2 separate regions of the Mus musculus genome follow, and region 1 is linked to region 2. Evidence: chromatin contacts called from public HiChIP or PLAC-seq data. All regions are on one chromosome and are shown on one strand. Each heading gives the region's core, a stretch centred on a gene start, on an enhancer-like site or on the middle of the called end of the contact. The rest is flanking DNA. Distances are from core to core; before and after follow the strand shown. Region 1 overlaps Farsb (phenylalanyl-tRNA synthetase, beta subunit). Region 2 has its middle 75 kb from the start of Gm26263.

Region 1 (3,914 bases), core at 1,148-3,647, 480 kb before region 2:
CCTCTGTAAGCGAGAAGACGGTCTGTTTCTTTTTACCCTTCTTAAGTGCATGTGGAAATAAGGAATTTATGTTTTAAGCCTTTAATTGCAAGGTCTGTTTCAGAGTTGTATTTCTTCTTCCTCCCTCCAGCATCATGGCCACCACACACCGTAACGGTTGGTCTTCGTGTGGGTTGTTCCTCAGCATACTATCCGTACACACATGCACACATGCGATGTCAGTGCTTATCTGCCACGGGTTACGGAACATTAAACACGGGCACGCATAAGACTATGGCGTCAGTCTCTAGCTGACAGAAAGTAGACATGGATGAGTGAAAGAAGGGTCCAGTCTTCATAAGTTTTGGTATGAAACTTACGTGTTCGATGACGGCTAAAGAAGAAGATTTTATTATAGGTTTGTGAATACCTATCTTCTGAGATACTGTCCATCAATTCTGGAGCCTCAGATAATAGAAGATTATCCAGCATCCACATGTGGAATGCGGCTTTCTGAAGAGGGCTTATGTCATCAGTCTGGATTAATTTAATTTCACCATTTCATATTTTTTGGCATGTAGAATTTCCAATTAATAATTCAAAAAACATGGGTGTAAGGAGACTGACGTTAACAGTTTTTGAAGTAGCATCCTTCTCATATGAGATGGCATCTTAGCTGAGTAAATATATCATTTTTAATATAGAAAGTTATTTTTGTGTGCTTGGTTCCACAAAGTTAAGATCTGCTAACGTGAGTATAATGTGCCTTGTCATGCATCCAGTGCTGTATTTTTTTTTAATAGATAAAAATCCATTCCAGGTTTCTGTTAACAACATAGAAGCCAACCCTCAGGAATATAAATTTCCCCTGGATGCATTGAGCATTTTAGAGATTTCTTTTCACATTTGTTTCTTGGCTTCTCAGCATCATTTTAAAATAAAAGTGTATACTTTGGTGCTGCCATATAAAAGCATTTTAGGAAAGTTTTTGCTGGATTTTTTTTTTTGTTCCTTACAATTGAACATATATTTTTAATATTCTTAAGCTTTCATGAATATGTTTTATTGATTTAGGAATTTTGTTCTTCTGTTTAATTAAAAAAATAAGATCTACAACTTGTCAGACATTCCACATCTAGAATTAATTCACTGCCTGTCCTTGCATATATCTGTGGCCATGTTACACTTCTGTGTGCAGCTACAAAGAAAGTGATAGTTTTGTAGTTTATACAGATGCGGTTACACTTAATCTAACCTATCTGGATGCATACTAGTGATCTCATTTTTAATAGTTGTATAATAGTCTACCATATGGAAAGCAGAGTGAGCATGAATGAATGATGGTCCTGAGACTTTTCCTAAAGTATGTCTTTAAGTGAGTATCATTTTCCCTTGAGCAAATAATTATTTTAGAAATAATTGTCAGTCCCTAGGTATATACATTTAAATATTTGATAATTTAGTAAATTATTTTCTAAACTTTTTAACTGATTTTTTTTCTCTTTTTTGTTTTTGTTTTTGTTTTGACTTTGTTGGTTTTGAGTCAGGTCTTGCTCTGTGATCTTGCCTATCTTCAAACTTACATCCTGCTTACAGGTTCACATGAGCCAACATACCCAGCATATAGTTATGTCTATACATATGTCGTATATGGTACTATATTGCATACATTAATTATACCTATAAAATGGATTTTACTATGCCATTTTCTTTTCTTCCTGTTCTCCTCTTTTTTCTTAAAACAGCTACATCTGGTTTGGTTGGAACTTGTAAACCAGGCTGGCCTCCAGTCTGACTGCCTTTGCCTGGTGCTGGGATTAAGGGCACCCACTGCCTATTGTGCCCTGTGTTTTATTCACACCCTCATGGCCTGTAACCCCGTCACTGCCGCTGATCTCCCCATCTAGTCCCTCCTTCACTTCCATGCCTTTGCTTACTTATTTCACTATACTAATTTATAGTCCTGTAAGGAATACATCAGGATTCTTGGTTCCCTACATTAGCTGTGGTCATTTAGAACATGCTAAAATTCTTTAGGAGGCAGGTCTGCAGCATGAGTTACGGTTTTGTGAGTACCAGTGTTGAAAATGCTGCTGGAAAGGTAGCCATAGATGCACCAGTGAAGTGCTTCATTCTCTGAGTCTGGCCTACTGTGAATCTCCAGCATGAGCACAGTATCAGCCCTTGATTTTTCCAGAAGCTTTTTGTTCTCCCCTTACACTTTTGTTCTGACAGCATCTTTATTTGGCGTCTGGGTACATGTGAGTGTAAGGATGACTCTGTACCCTAGATGATATTATTACCAGAAACCACTAATTCCCCTCTAATCATTGGTGCAACAGGATCTACACTGCCTGGAAGCCGATGGCAAAGCCTAGGATATGAGTCACATGCTCAGCACTGTGTGCCACTCCCTTTTCTTTTCCTTAAACAAACCAAACAAACCCTCATGTGTTGTATTCTTTGAGCTCACAGAACTGCATCTAGCCACCCCTCCTTTGGGTGGTTTAGATCAGCTCTCTCCAGGCAGTACTTTGAAGTCTGTGCAATACATGGATAATTTAGGCTGACATACTTGGCAGGCCCATTTAAGAAGCAGAATTGTTTGATGGCATGACACAAGAGGTCTGTTAACTGAGTTATAAAGAACCAAGGCATTTCCAACAAACCCTAGCCTTGGCATGAAATCTAAATAGTTCTTACTTTGTGGCATGCAGTCTTTACTTCCTGTGATGTAATATGGCCTCTCCTGCAGAAGGCAAGGAGGTGGGAGTTTTAGCATACCTCATCATTTTTCTGTGGGCGATGATGGGAATGGAGAGTGAATGTTTAAACAAAATATGAAGAACCAAATCCAGAGGGGGTGGTACCTCTGGAAAATGTGAAAAACCGTGGGGTAGGGAGGACACCTAAATAATGAGGTTAACACGCAGCCCTCAAAGTATTGCAAAATTAAACCTAGAAGTTAGTTTATTATTTCCCACATAAGTTATAAATATCCTGAAACTTTTCTTAAAAGAAATAAACTTTAATTTTATTTTTTATCTTTTTGAAGAGAAGGGCTCATGTAGCCTAAGATAGCGTTAAACTCACTGTGTCCCCGAGGATGCCCTTGAACATGAGATGCTAGTGCCACCGTGCAGTGCTAAAGCACTCTGTCAACTGACTCTGTTTGCAGCTCTTTTTTAAAGTTTTAACTGTAAATTTTTTTTTGCTATAGTTCCTCAAAGCACATAAATTGCTTTAAAACTTCTGTGGTTTTGGTCTAGATATTTTACTGTTATCAAGAAAGGTTCACTTTAAATAATTTGGAGATTAGGAAAAAGTAGACCAAGGCAAAGATTACCAAACTAAGGCAGCTTCTCATTTGCATTGGTGAGCCCTTGGAATGGCGGCCTTACTGTCGGCCTGTTCTCTCACGGTGAGTGTGGAGCTACAAAGTGGGTTCAGTGCATGCCTGTGTTCAAGTGGAGGCCTTGACACCAACACATGGGGACCACATGGCAGGAGGACCCAGAAGCAAGTCAGCAGTATGAAAGGGCCATTTAGCTCTGTTGCACTTCATTTTCTCCCTTCAGGAGGAGAAAGACTGTGTGTGTGTGTGTGTGTGTGTGTGTGTGTGTGTGTGTGTGTGTGTGTATGTGTGTGTTTACATTTCTGCAGCAGAATTAGGCCTCTCATATTAGTTTACACATATTGTTGGGTTCCCTGGCATTTATACCTGCCTGATTTTAATATTATCCTTAGCCTCACCTTTGATTAGAGAGTTTAGATATCGGAGTTCTTGGTCCTTGGTGGGAACAGTAGCACAGGTGGCAGCGCGGCACTCGTCCCTTAGGCTGCTTTGGAATAGGATCCACTCTGTGCTCCTGGCCTGGCATGGTAGTTGCCTCCCTGTGCTTGCCTCTTTCCAGACTTTAGTTATGTATTGAGAA
Region 2 (3,831 bases), core at 1,288-3,787:
GGAGTTTATCCTCCAGCATTCTTTGGGGGAAAGTAGGAGTCAAATGTGACTCCCTGGTCTCATGTCGTCTTTACCAAGGTATTCATTCACAGAGCTAGACAAATAAATACCACTTCTAAACTTACAACATGGTGCTTTGCCTAAAGACGGCATTGATGATGAAGCACCAATTATTGCCACATCACGTATAGCAAGTGCATCCAAAGTATTTTCATTCTTTGAAAACACACACACACACACACACACACACACACACACACACACACACTGAATCCTCATCAATTTTTCTTAATTGTGGAGTAGCTGGCAAATTTCCCCAGCTTTCTTTGAATTCTTCAGAGAGAAATAAGAACTTTCTCTGCCCAAGCGATTTGGAGCTAGTGGCTTCTTGCTGTGTTTCTATCTCTGTTTAGTATGACTGCTCCTTGAGGTGGGAGCCTGGAAACCAAGCTGTGGACATCACCAGAACCTCTCACTCCCCTGATGGATGCAACCAGAGCTTTTAGCCTCTTTCTTAGTGGCACCCTGACACTCCCTCTTCTGGGATCATCCCCTTCTTTTGAGCTGCTCTGGGCTTAATTAGAACAGGCTCACCTCTCTGTCAGACTCAACAGCTGATCTCCAGGTCTCTAATTGAGATACTTTCAGCTAAATCAGCCCAGCAGGAAGGGGTCTCCAATGGAGCCCCTGGCTTTCTATAGCCCTTCCCTGCTACCCATCGGCTAAAAACACAGTTGGCCCTTGAGGTTTAGACTCCATCTCAGGAGAAACATGTAATTTAAGCTCTCAGAGGCTTATGGTGGGCTTGCAAGCAGATAAGTCAAAAAGAGGGAGATGTTTTGTAAAAAAAAAATTGCAAAGCTTGCTTTTGATTAAACAATTTAAAGAACACACTGCTTAGGTAATTTAGGCGAATTAAGCAAAATGAAGCAGCTTATGTGGGTGCTCATACAATGAACATTCATTGATTTCCATTCTCTGGCGAATGCATAGTCCGGCTTCGTGTGTAGATTTCCAGGCTGATGAGAAACAAGAGCGTTTTCCATACACTCAGCAGCACTCAAAGCCAAGGCCCCCTCTACCTGGGTGCCCACTGGCCAGGCTTTGAGTACGTCATGACTCGGAGAGGGATTGATCTTACCTTCTTGCTGGATTTTCTGCAGAGGATCAGACAGCCACAGGATTCGAGTTTCACTACTTCCTACACACATATTATATACATGGTCTATATTTTTACACAGTCAGATGTACTCCATAGGCCCCAGCAAACTATTATACCCGAGGTGACTTGGGTGAAGGTAGGGGTTTGTAGGCCCTTAGACTTTAAGGAAACATGCCTACAAGGCAAAATTGTCTTTGGTGCCTCTACTTACCACTACTACCACATCACTACTTACTTTCTTCTTCTTCTTCTTCTTCTTCTTCTTCTTCTTCTTCTTCTTCTTCTCCTTCTCCTTCTCCTTCTCCTTCTCCTTCTCCTTCTCCTTCTCCTTCTCCTTCTCCTTCTCCTTCTCCTTCTCCTTCTCCTTCTCCTCCTCCTCCTCCTCCTCCTCCTCCTCCTCCTCCTCCTCTTCCTCCTCCTCCTCTTCCTCCTCCTCTTCCTCTTCCTCCTCCTCCTTCCTTCCTCCTCCTCCTCTGCCTCCTCCTCTGCCTCCTCCTCTGCCTCTTCTTTCTTTTAAAAATATTTTTTCTCGGTCCATTTTATTGATTTAAATCTGTCTTTTATTCTAGTGATCATCTTAGTAAATCTTTTTTGGTGCTATATCCACTTTACTGCAGAATACAATGTTTCAAATAAGTAGTAAACAAATACGAAATATCTTAGTTATTATGTATAATATAAAAATTTCAACAGTGAAAGCAGGGGAAAAAACCTGGTTCAAATACAACAGGAAATACATTTATTTTAGACATTAAGTAGCTGACTTAATCCATCCTCACCATATATGCACTTGCAGACAGTGAAGAGGAGTCCTTTAGCACAAGACTCAAAATGAAAACCTGATTCTCTACAAAGGATTAGCAACTGTCAAAAATGGTAACTATATTACAGGTCACAAAAGAGCATGTATTCTTAGTATTTGAACCAAAAGATAGTTGACTGGTTAAAATAATAATAATAATTGCCACACACTATGGGTTTTATAGTGTTCATAGGGGCGAAATGCATGGAAACTACTGTACAAGGGCAGGAAGGTGTGACACAGCAATCTTTTACAGTTAATCGTGCTGGGATTTGAGCCTAGGGCCTTGCACATGCTGGGCAAGTTGTAGCCACTGAGCAATTACACATGTGCTTCCTTACACCCATAGAGGATTGTACTTTCTCATACTTACCCGTGCGTGGGAGTCACTCCAGGATCCTGGTAAACTGCAGAACTTAGCATCCTTAGGTCAAAGTGAGCCTGAGCAAGTGCATTTCTTACAAACCTCCAGGTGGCGCTGTTGCTGCTGGCGATGCTCCAAGGACCACACTAAGAGTAGCCAGGCAAATCAGATCTTCTGATTAAAGGGATTCCCTTTAATTAAAGTGCAAATGCGTGTTAGGCCCAACACAGCTGGTGTTTGCACATTAATAGAGCTGAGTGCTTTCCAGGAACGCACATTACAGGGAGACTTGTGGAGCGATCAGGCCCGCCCTTCTTCTCCGAGCTGGTGGTAATGTGTATATGGGAGGGGAGGTGGAGAGTTGATTTCAGAAAAACCTCGAAGGTGTGCTGTAGCTTCCTGTCTCCTCCTGCTCATCCTTCATTCTTTCCCTCTTTCTTTCCCTCTCGTGAGTAAGGACTTGAAAGAGCTACAGGCTCTGCATCACCTTTTCATCATGCCCTATGTCATTTAAAGGGGTTATTTTGCATGATAAAGATGTATATTAGTTCTTGGGAAGTTCTTATCCCAATTTTGTCAAAGGATTGGGGTGAAACTAGTGCTTGCCTTCCTTCCTTCCTTCCTTCCTTCCTTCCTTCCTTCTTTTAATGTAGAATATCAAAATAAAATATAAGATAAAACAAAGCTCACATGTCAAAATTGGTGAACAAACAACAGTAGGAAAAGGGTCCAAGAGAAGGCATAAGAACCACACACCCACTTGTTCTCACACACAGGAATCTCATAAAAACACTAAACTGGAAGCCTACTATATATTCAGGGGACCCAGTGCAGACCGGTGCAGGCCCTGCGCATTCTGCTCCGGTCTCTGTGAGTTCATAGGAGCTTTGCTCAGGTTGATTTAGACGGCCTTGAGGTGGTGGTTGTTGTTTTGGTGTCTTCCATCTGCTTCCATCTCCTCTTACATTTTTTTCTGCCTCCTCTTTAGCCTGTTTTCTGCCCCGAGGTGAGAGATTTGATGGAAAAGTCCCATTTGGACCTGAAAGTTCCAAGTTCTCTCATTCTCTGCCTATTACTTGGTTGTGGGTCTCTGTGCATCTTTCCATCTGCTGCAGGAGGAAACTTCTCTGAGGATGGGTGAGCAGGGCACTGATCTATGAATTTAGTGGGATGTCATTCAGAGTCATTTTATTGCTACTTAGGTGCCTGGGGTAAGTAGTTTCAGGTTCTGGGTCACCCAAGCAGTGTCACCTGTGAGTTCCAGCTGGTGGAAAGGGCCTTAAATAAAATCAGAGTTATTGATTGGCTGCCATTCTGATGGGTGTAAGATGAAATCTCAAAGTAGTTTTGAGTGCATTTCCCTGGTGATTAAGGACGTTGAGCATTTCTTTAAGTGCTTTGCAGTCATCTGAGTTTTCGTTTCTCTTTTCTTTTTCTATTGAGGATCCTCTGTTAGAACTTGAAATCAGGGATAGTGATTCCTCCAACAGTTCTTTTAGTATT

Evidence for each region. HiChIP or PLAC-seq counts read pairs in DNA pulled down with a chosen protein or histone mark.
Region 1: an H3K4me3 HiChIP or PLAC-seq map of embryonic basal ganglia shows a contact between it and region 2, with 5 times the contacts expected there. The contact joins two enhancer-like sites. A contact is called at or near these places in 4 of 15 datasets of contacts at CTCF or cohesin (the NIH/3T3 cell line, large pre-B cells, pro-B cells and 1 more), 59 of 484 Hi-C or Micro-C datasets (B cells, CD4 T cells, the G1E-ER4 cell line and 39 more) and 10 of 115 datasets of contacts at active chromatin or transcription factors (the NIH/3T3 cell line, astrocytes, embryonic basal ganglia and 5 more).

What each region holds. Positions count from the first base shown.
Region 1 is chr1:78,446,889-78,450,802 of GRCm38.p6, reverse strand. All of the region lies in intron 15 of Farsb (phenylalanyl-tRNA synthetase, beta subunit), which reads left to right. Among named protein-coding and RNA genes, the nearest start is that of Farsb, 40 kb to the left of the region's middle. Within about 2 kb of position 2,397, at least 59 of the 459 cell types and tissues checked have an H3K27ac peak or open chromatin away from gene starts, as enhancers often do. A contact at or near this core is called in embryonic basal ganglia, where this site is marked.
Region 2 is chr1:77,971,162-77,974,992 of GRCm38.p6, reverse strand. No RefSeq gene overlaps it. Among named protein-coding and RNA genes, the nearest start is that of Gm26263, 75 kb to the right of the region's middle. Within about 2 kb of position 2,537, at least 13 of the 459 cell types and tissues checked have an H3K27ac peak or open chromatin away from gene starts, as enhancers often do. A contact at or near this core is called in embryonic basal ganglia, where this site is marked.